Regions from separate parts of the Hordeum vulgare genome. Here region 1 is linked to region 2. The links are chromatin contacts, called in public Hi-C maps. All regions are on one chromosome and are shown on one strand. Each heading gives the region's core, a stretch centred on a gene start, on an enhancer-like site or on the middle of the called end of the contact. The rest is flanking DNA. Distances are from core to core; before and after follow the strand shown.

Region 1 (5,625 bases), core at 2,461-4,960, 830 kb after region 2:
TTCCGTGTTCTTTCTTTCTTTCTGGTTTCCAACAATTTTCTTTGTATACACTTGGGTTTCATAATTTTTATATATCTTGTACATTTTTCTAACACTTTTAAAACGATTGATTATTAATTTTTTAATACTGCATTAACATTTTTTTCGTACATGACGAACATTTTTCTACACATATTTAATATTTTTATTTTTGAAATGCTTTGTTAATTTATTTCAAATATAAGTTTAACATTGTTTCACAACATTTTTACTACATACATTTTTTTTATTACATGGTCAACATTTTTACTATATAAGTTTCCCATTTTTTGAATACATGACCATTATTTTTTATACACACATTTTAGATTTTAAAATGCAAGTTAATCATTTCTCCATACATGGTCAACATTGTTCCTATACACATTTAACAATTTTAAAATGTTTTATTTACATTTTTCAAATAATTATTATTATTTTTCAAAAGCTGTCAACTGTTTTTAGAAATACAGGATAATTTTTTCACACATTGTATATTTTTAATACATTTTTCGTATACATGGTCATCATTTTTTCTATACGCACTTAACATTTTGCAAATGCATGATTAACAGTTTTTGAAACATTATTGAAGTACATTTTCATAATATATATGTTTATAATTTTCGAATTGTAAAAAAAAAATCAAAAAAACGAAAAAAACGAAAATGAAAAACAGGAAAAAAAAACCCTCCAGAGCACCTGGGCCGGATCAATACCAGGTCGACGGCTGACCGAATTACCACGACCCTGAACCACTGGTCAGGTTGTTAATTGTTGTACAAAAATGTTCAACCAAAAAGTCAGAGCAAAACCTTATGAATTTGAAAAAATCACAGTTTCGAAAAAATATCATGAAATTAAAAAATTCATCATATTTGAATACATTTCATGAATTCATAAAAATGTTCACAAATTTGGGAAAATTTCATATATTTGATATCAATTTTGAATATGAAAAGGTTCATGAATTTTTAAAAGGTAACGAATTTGGGAAAAAATGTTAGCAAAATTTTGTAAAATGTTCACAAACCGGAAAAAGGCTACGAAATTAAAAATATCTTTGAATTAAAAATACTTCACAGACTTGAAAACAATTGGTGAATTAAAAAAATGCATGAATTTGGAAAAACAAGACAAAAGCTCATGGATTTGAAAAAAATCACAATATTTTTAAATATTGGATATGCCAAAAGGGAAAACGAAAAAAAAAAAACAGAACCTTACCCAACATAAATATGGGAAACTGGGTGAAAAAATAGAGGAAACGTTGGAAGGTTCCCCAAACCAATGTACTCTCTCCGCTCCTAAATATATGTCTTTTTAAATATTTCATTACGAACTACATATGAAGTAAAATGAATTAATTCACACTTTAAAATAAGTTTACATACATCCATGCGTAGTATGCAGCAAAATTTCTAAAAAATATATATATTTAGAAACGACGAAAGTACAAAAGAAACAAATGGGCCAGCCCACTTAGAAGATAGAACTAATGAAGGGAGTGAAGGTGTGTCATTGTATAGTATGCTATATTTGGTGCTATAAGCACCAAACAAGAATTGAGTTCGAGGCGACCTTTCTGTATCCATAAGTCCCCGACGAGGTGGGCAACTTGAGGCTAGAGTTCAAGCCGGTCGGGATGGATTGAATAGCAACATACTCCTTGACCAAAAGATAGTACTTGCAGTGGAATTCTATTTTGCCCGGATCGTTGGATAATGACCATGGGCACACCCCCCCCCCCCGACCCCACCACCACCTCCCTGCACCTATAATGTTGGATCGGCCCAACTACTGTTTTCTAGGTTTTGAGAAGTTTCAACGACCTTCCCATGCTAGTTTTTTCGTTTTGTGTTTTCTTTATTTTTTTCTGCCTTTTCATTTTGTTCTTCCATTTTTTACATTGTTTTATTTATTTTTATTTTCCAAACAGATTTTCAAATTTTGTGAACAGTTTCACGAAATCTTAATTATTTATTAAATTTCATGAACATTATTTATGGAATCATGAATTCTTTTCAAAATCGAAGATCTATCAGATACCTAATATTCTGCAAATTCAGGAACATTATTTAAAAAGAGTGGACATTTAATCAAACCACATGAATATTTTTCTAAATAGTAAATCATTTTTGGAATATACTAACATATTCTTCGGGAACAATTTATCTAAGTTACGAAAATTTGTTTTCAAATGCATGACAGTTTTTCGAATTCATGTAGATTTTTTAGTCGATGCATTTTTTCTAATCCATATACGACCATTTTTTCAATTGCGATAACTTTTTTTAATTCAGTAACATTTTCCAAACTTGCGAACATTTTTCTGATTTGAAAACTATTTTTCAGACTCATGAATTTTGACGAGTTCGATTTTTTCTAAAAATCCCGACAATTCTATAATAGTCGGACCAGTTTTTAAATCATTTTTTCTTTATAAATGAAATAAAAATATATAACTAAGAAAGAGAAATGCAAGAATAAAAAAGGGGCACCCCGGCCCCATATGGCCGGCCTAAAAGCACGGCAACTAATATATCTTGCAGTCAGCGAGACGGTAGGAAAAAAAAGAAAAGGAAAAAAAAGAGAAGGAAAAGGAGAGAACCAGGGCAATAGAAACACTGCTAGTCACTACGACCACATTCTTAGTTCTAGGGGTACAACCTAATCGACGCAATTCGAGCCAGTTTTCTTCGGCTTTTTTCTTGTTTTATGTGTTTTATTTTCTTTTGCATTTTTTCATTATTTCTTGCATTTGTACGTTTGCTTTTTCATTTTGCTTTTCCTTTTTTATTTGGTTTATTTTGTTTTTTTTCGTTCACTTTTCTGGGTTTCTTTGGTTTTCAATCTACATTTTTTGTATATATCAGCATTTTTTTGGAAATACACGTTTAACATTTATTCAATACCATTTTTATGTACAGTTTCAAAAAAAATCTATACACATTTTTAACATTTTTCAAATGCTTGATTAAGGAAATTCAAATACAAAATTCATATTTTTTAATACATGGTCAATTTGTTTTCCTATACACACTTTTAAACCTTTTCAAATGCATGGCTAACATTTTAAAAATATAAGATTAACATTTTTAATACATGGTTAACTTTTCCTCTATTAAAAATTCACAATTTTCAACTACTTCATTAAATTTTTTTAATACAATATTAATATTTGTTGAACACATGGTCAACAGCTTTTCTAAGCACATAAGCATTTTTCAAATCTTCGTTAACATTTTCATATATTATTTAATAAATTTTCAAATGATTAATTAGCATTTTAAAATACATGGTTAACATTGTTTTATACACTTGTAACATTTTAGAAATGCTTTATTAACATTTTTCAAACACTTTTAAGAACTTTTAATACATGGTTTGAATTTTTTTAATTCTGTGATCAATTTTTTTCATACACAGTTTACTGTTTTGTATAGAATTTTCATATACTTGATAAATATTATACACATTTAATATTTTCAAATTTTTGGTCAACATTTACAAATTTATAATGTAGAGTTACTTTTATAATATATTTATTTATATTATTTGAAAGTATAAACTAATAAAATCAAAAGAAGGAAAACAAATGTGAAAAAAATGAGGTTGTTGTTCCCGAATGCCTGAACCGGCCTGAACCTAGTGAGCCATGTGTGAATTAAGAACTCCCCACCTGCAGAGCGAGTCCTATTCCCAGCATGGGTCGGGGAATAGAGGTCGAACACATACACCACGAACTATCGTCCTGATGTGTGGCCCGGCCATTTCAGATTAACCTTTCCTGACCCAGTTTTTGTTTCTTCCATTTCTTTTTTTTCTATTCATTTTATTTATCATTACCTTTTCATATTTTCCTCTTTTTTCAACGTCGCATTTTATTGGATTAATGAACTTTTTTCAAATTTGCGACCTACTATAACGATCACAAATATGTTTCAAAATAGTGAACTTTCTAGAAAGCCGCAAGAATATTTTCAATTTGTGATTTGTTTGAAAGTTGTGAACATAGTTTGAAATTTGTGGAACATAATTTTAATTTTATGAATATATTTTGAAAGTCGTAATTATTTTTTCAAATTGGTGAACATTTTGCGATTTTCCTAACATTTTTGAAATTTCATAGACATATTAATTTCTAAACCATTTTGTAAAATTCGTGAGTATTTCTTAAACTTAAGTACATCTATTGAAATTAGTGAACATTTCTCGGACTCACAAACATATTTTTAACCTTATGAACATTTTCTTGAATTCGTGATTTCTTTTTGAAACTGAACATTTGCCAAAATCAACAACAGTTTTTTAGTCCGTGATTTTATTTCAAATTCAATAATATTTTATAAAAATCATGAAATTTTACAGAATTAATTAACGTTTTTTGAAAATCAACAACATTTTTTAAACTTTGCACAAAATTTTGAAATACATGATTATTTTTCAAAATCATGAACATCTTTCACACTTGACAGCATTTGCTGAATTCAAGAACAATTTTTGAATGGGCAATCATTGTTAGAAGGGAAACTCTGTGCTCCAGCCGACGGATTGCATGCAGGCATCCGCACCCTCATTCGTGTGTCACGTGTTTTATACGGATTCATCAGCTTACGGTTGTGTAACTTACGGCTTGTTGCAGTTCACGCACCACAACAGCTCTTATGTTGCAGGATCTAAATCTGGATCCCTTAGAGCAGCAACCTCTTGTTCGTGCGACGCGTGTTCTATATGGGCCTACCTTAGTCGTGTTGTTTTTTATAACATCAATCATGGTGCAAAACATCTCTTTCGTAATATCATACGTAGGTGAAGACAAAAGAATCTGCAACATTACCATTGTTGCAAAAAAAATTGCAACAAGACCTTCGTTGTAAAAAAAAAAATCAGCAACAAGGCATGTGTTGCAAAGATTTCTGCAACGAGTCCTCTGTTACAAAAATTCTACAAGAATAAGTTTGTTGTGGTGGTGAAAGTTGCCACTCTGCCATACGAGTGCAATAGCTAAAGCAGCTGTTTCTGCAACACGATGGTTGTTTCAAGATTAATTGTCACGCATTTTCCACAATCAAAGCAGTTGTTTCTGCAACACATCGTTGATTTAAGACTTAATGAGTGGGGAAAGGCACAAGCAAGGTGTGCGAGGAGATTGATCGAACAACCGCCCGCACGTACATCCAACGGCTATCAAGGTGGCCGACGTATATCACACGATTGGCCGGTGGACGCGTAGCAATCCCCAATAATTCAAGACTTTTCCGAAAGTGTAAACATTTTTTGAAATTTCATTTTGTTTTGAAATCCTGAAACAATGTTTAATGAAGCAAAAACAAAAATAGAAAAAAAACATTGGGGTAGCCGCCTTGCACATGGGCTGGCCCACAGTGCACGCAGGAGGAGCAGGTTGCATATTAGGGATTTTTTCACTGTTTTGATCCTTAAGGCGTAAGTTCATCCCAAAACGAACTCGGCTCGAAAGTATTTCACGTTTTGACCCTTTTGGAAACGCCAGAGACCGTGGCGTTGCAGTCCTTAGCAGAAACGCCAGTCTACTCGACGTTGCAGGCCTCATGTGCAACACCAGTCTACTGGACGTTGCAGACC
Region 2 (5,359 bases), core at 338-2,837:
TTCTCCTTCCTCTTCTTCTTCATAGTCAATATCTTCTTCATCGGCCTCATCTTCCTCAAAATCAACCATAGGAGTGTCATGTGAACGTCCTGCTGAGTAAAGGACACAAGTGTTAACATTGCAGTTAGATAATAACTTATCAACTCTTAAGTTGCATCCTTAGGAAAAGAAAGGTTGAAAATGGTCACCATGATAAGCTTTGCAAATGTTTATCGAAGAAGGAGACAACCCTGGAGGTGGTTGAGCCCTTCTCATTGTCGCACCGGATATCAACGATGAACTGCCACTTCGGTATGCCTCCTGGTCCCCTTCTTGCTCTTCCATGTTTCTGACCATAGAGAAATATAGGATCATTACAAGGATCAACACCCACAAAACTGGAAGAAACTGCAATGTACAAGAAGATGTTCTGCAATGTACAAGAAACTGCAATGTACAAGAAGATGATCATAGAGAAATATAGCATACATCAGCGTAAGCTTTGTGATTACACATGTTCTGTTATAATAGTCAATTAATATTTATCAGATATGCATAAATGTTTGAGGCAATCACAAACAAAAAGTGACTCTTGCTTTTACACAAATGTAGAAACTGTCTCTGAATGAAACTGCAGGTTACATTTTGCTGTAACATCAAATGCCTGAATGGAACTGCAGGTTACATTTTGCTTTTACATTTTGCTCTGTTGAAAACTGAAAACTTTCAGAAGCTTCATTTCTTATGAATGAGAAATACTCCTACAGAGAGCCTGAATATGAATGAGAAATACTTCATTTCAGTTTACTCTAGTATACTTATAGATTGAATTTACACAAGAACCTGAGGTTTACTATGGATCAAAATGGCTTCCTCAGCCTATTTTCTGTCAGTCCTGTTGGATGAGATTTATCAATTGGTTCAATGAAAGAAATGGAGAATCTGTGATGATATTAGTATACAAAGTTCTCTGATTTCTGTCCTCAATTTAGTATACTGATCTCTCATCATACTAGTATCCTATCTGATCAATACGGTCCAAATTATGACTAGAACTGTCACCATACTGTCAAAACTGATGTCAATTTCTGCTAGAAAGCACAACAGCAAGAAAGTTTTACCTCTGACAAGTTGGAGAGGACGGCGACCGGGATGGCGTGCTCGACGGCGTCCGGGACGACATACTCGAGGCGAAACGCCGGCGACAACAGAGATACTCGGGGGCGTCCCGACGACGGCGACGGCGGCACAGGTGGTCGACTGGTCGGGGTCGACTGGTCGGGCTGCGGCACAGGTGGTTGAGGGCGTCCACCGGCAGAGGGCGGCGGCGGAGATGGTCGAGGGCGGCGGCGGAGATGGTCAGGGGCGGCGGCGGAGATGATCAGGGGCGGCGACGGCACTGGTGGTCGAGGGCGTCCATCGGCCTCGGGGGCAGCTCGACTGCTAGGGTTACCTGGCTGGGTCGACCCGTGTGACCCATTGGGTTGCACGGTGCCGGCTTTACTGGACCATGTATGTTTTGAGGCCGACCCACCTGGCCCATTGGCCTTGATTTTTTGGGTCGGGTCAGTGATCCAGTGGGCCGACCCGGCCCATTCCCATCCTGAACGTGAACACATGGGCTCTGCTTGTGTCACAGACTCACAGGTGAATCAGGAGGCGCGCGGCCGACGAGACGCGCTGGAGTCGGCTCGGTGCTCCACAAGAGGCGCAGGAGTCAAGGCCAAGAGCTTTGCATGCCCGATCAGATCGATCTGTCTGGTGAGGCAAATCCGTATGGCCCTCCCGTTGTCGAAGTCTGTTGCTCGGAGTAGCATTGGATGCGCCGGATGGAGCCGCCAGCCGCGGGAGTTCCGCCCTCCCATGATCTACTGCCGACATGCATGGTTTCGATGAAGCCGTTGGCTCGTGGTGTTGGTGCTGGAAGCGCATCTGTGTGTCGTGTACGTCGGGGTGGTGGCGCCATGCAGTTGTTGATGATGCTCGGTCGCCTGGGATGTCGATGCAGATCATAGGAATAGCCGGTCCTGCTGCCGCTTGACGCAGGCCTATGCGTCGGAACGGAGACCATCCATCTGCCCTATGCCGTGCTGAGCAGAAGCCGGTTCGATCCCACCAGACCGGATAGCTGCCGCCATGCGTGCGCCTGCTGGTGCGGACCTGGCAAGCATCCGGTCTTGCCGCCGTCCGGATGCACCCGTGGTGGACGCCAGCTCGAACCTTCGTGTCTTGGGAAGATGTGTCTGATGGACATGCCTCGAAGATTTTTCGCCGGATAAGAGGGTAAATGAATTTGATTTTGAAGCTAAAGAAAACAGATCTACTTCAACTTCGAAAATTAGAATTGATCTAATCTAATAAATCGATCCAAGCTACAGGAACCTATCTGATCTTTGATCGATCGGGTGCCGCGTCCCGGGGAGAGAAGATTAATCTTTCCGGGGACGTCGCGGTGCGGAAGTGGCAGAGGAATTTAGGATAGACGTCGTGAAACTAACCGCTCTAATCTCATGTAGAAAATATGGAATGACTAATGTTTTTTGTTGACGTATGTTGTATTGATCTAGCCCTTATAGGAATATATAGAGTACTGTACTACATATGAAGGGAGACAGATTTGGAGTGAGGACAAGTCATATACTCCCTCCGTCCCAAAATAACGGTCTCGAGCTTAATACAATTTTATACTAGAGCTAGTACAACGTTGAGACATTTATTTTGGAACGGAGGGAGTATAATTTAAATATATTTTATCTCTAACTCTTATCTCTATCTTAAATACAATATACTTCTAACACCCTCGACATGCTCCTGGGAGCGGCGGGCGCTGCATTCCATCACAACATTCATGTGCATCTTCTCAAACCAAGAAGAACCAGCAGCACCACAAGCAACAAAGGAAAAAAGATATATTTAGAACATGTAATTACTCCCCGGTCCCAGCACAACATTTGTCCCCAAGACATCTAAAATTTAAAATAAGCAAATTAATCACGATAGACAGATCAATAAGTAATTAAGTAGTAACAGCAAGTATTTCCGTTGAAATTCACACACTTCGTGCAGACAGTGTGGAGATCTGCCCAGGATGGTATGCAACGTGGTGTCTAGCTCTTCCAGATGCTGGATGGAGTCAACAGCTGGCGCCAGGTTCCAGCGTCTGTCTGCCTCCATGGAGTCCGAGGATCTGTGACAACAGCATGTAGTTGGCATCGACATTGACCACATTCTGGCGCGAGGTTGAGGTTGGCACGCGCGGCCGCGGTCATCGCCCCCTGCCTTGTCAGGAGCTGAGCATTTCTTCAGTTAAGCTGCTCACGTTCAGATAACCAACGACCCAGATGGTTCGCTACCGCTTCAGGAGGATCCGAAGGCGATCGACATTCTAGTTCTAATTCTTGTCTTAAACAGTCACCGGCTACTTTCTGTAAAAAAAAAATTTAAAAGGAGGCGATGCCCCGGCCTCTGCATCGAGAGATGCATACGGCCATATATTATATCAAACCCAAGTCCTCGAATAGTACATAGAGTCTTTAAAAAAGTAAGGAAAAAAATAGCAAAAAGATATACGACGACCAACTCGCCACAACCGGGATGCGCTAAAATAAGCATAGATGACTAAACACCTATCCTATTAATATGCCGTCATCCAAAACGGTTGAAGATAACCTTAGCTACCATCTTCCATCAGACACACCCAGTAATCATAGGCTCCCTGGCTTCCACAGGAGTGAGTAATGACCATGTGCGGATCAAGGCAGTAGCCTTGAAAATGACCTGTAAAAAATGAATATGTTGATGTTTGTTAAATACCAAGTCATTTCTACAGTTTCATGTAGCCCACAAAAGTGCACATGATCCTACCGGATAAGGCTAGCAGTTATATCATCGATCCCTCTTAACCACGTCCCAAATAACGTGTTTAAACTGTTGGGTGGCTTAATGTTGAAAGTAATAAGAATTGTTCGTCATAGAAGTTTAGCCATCGGACAATCCAGAAAGAGGTGTTTAATTGTTCACCGGCTACTTTCTGTAATACAGTGTAGTACTGTGTTGTGACTCCTAGCTTGCTATGTAATCTGGAGAGTGGGTGGATGGGCAGCTCGACATATGAAACAAGCCCTAGTTCTTCCTTTCCCCTCTTGTGCCGCCGTTTTTCCGTTCTTCATTAGCTCGGTTTTATCTTCTGAAGTTAGCATACACAGAGTGAAAGTAACTTCAGGAGTAACATAGAGGGCCCCGTAACCCCTCATGAGTCGCTCCTGCGGCGGCTCTGGGGAGCTAACCTAGCGCCGCCAGCCTCGTCGCGTTCCAGATCCCTTCTTTCCTCGCCGTCGTCGGGGCGCGTCGCCGGACTAAGGCCGGCTGGCATCGGCGACGGCGGGGATTTCTTTCTCTCCAGGTTCGGTGGCGACGAGCTGGCGTAGGGCCCGTCGGTGCAGAGGCGGACGCGCTGGCACGGAGGGCTTCGCGGCGTGACCTCCCATGGCGTCGGCGGCGCTGGTTCGGTCGGATCTGCATCGGCCGAATCCAGTAGTTCATGGCTGCAGGTGGCGGCTTCCTCGGATCGTCGGTGCCGTGACAACAACCAAGACTGTGGTGGTTGGCGGCTCGGCGATTCGGCGGCATAGAAGGCGTGGCCGATGGCGGCTACGACGGCCAGCCTAGATCTTGGGCGGCGACCCTAGAAGGTAGCGGTGGCTGAATCTCAGGCGACCCGCGGTGGCATGGCGTGGTGATGTCCCTTGCCAAGGCGTGCTTTGGGTCCGATTAGATCGGATCAGTAACGGTGACGAGCACGCGCGGGATCCTGTCCTGTGGCTCTCGCGGTTTGGCGTGGTGAGGTGGCAGCCCTCCTCCAAACTCCAGTGGTGGCACACGCAGCCAGTGTCCGATGTGCCAAGGCTTCCACGATGGCAGTGACGCTATGGGTGGTCGTCGGATCTTGGAGGTAAGATCTGAGGCTTCGAAGGTGGTCTGACAGATGCACAAGATGTCGGATGGATGCTCGTGGGACAAGATCCGGGCGAGAACCTTGTCTACGGTCGATGGTCAGAGCCGGTGGTGGTGACGTCCATGGCGGTTTCCTTCTTAGACTCCTCACTCATGATCGAGGTGAAGTTTCCACCTCCTTCCGCTACCTCCGGGGGACACCCTTGATCAGTGATCACATGATGGTGGCACTTAGGTGGCGTTTTCCCTTGGGGGCGTCATTCTTGGAGGTGTGCATTGGTTCGAGAGACCAGTGGACGGTTTAGCTGTGGAGCGGCGTTTTATGTCACACATCGACGACGTGGAGTATCGGCGGCATGGTGTGACACGGTCTCGGCGACGGATCTGTGATGATGGCGCGCGTAAGGAGGTGGTATTGTTGGACGCC

Evidence for each region. A called contact is a pair of places that touch in the nucleus more often than the background predicts.
Region 1: a contact with region 2 is called in a Hi-C map of leaf, with 5 times the contacts expected there. The contact joins two enhancer-like sites. A contact is called at or near these places in 2 of 6 Hi-C or Micro-C datasets (leaf and seedling).

What each region holds. Positions count from the first base shown.
Region 1 is chr6H:138,769,246-138,774,870 of MorexV3_pseudomolecules_assembly, forward strand. No RefSeq gene overlaps it. Among protein-coding and RNA genes, the nearest start is that of LOC123402844, 140 kb to the left of the region's middle. Within about 2 kb of position 3,711, at least 3 of the 3 cell types and tissues checked have open chromatin away from gene starts, as enhancers often do. A contact at or near this core is called in leaf and seedling, where this site is marked.
Region 2 is chr6H:137,938,549-137,943,907 of MorexV3_pseudomolecules_assembly, forward strand. No RefSeq gene overlaps it. Among protein-coding and RNA genes, the nearest start is that of LOC123401754, 14 kb to the right of the region's middle. Within about 2 kb of position 1,588, at least 3 of the 3 cell types and tissues checked have open chromatin away from gene starts, as enhancers often do. A contact at or near this core is called in leaf and seedling, where this site is marked.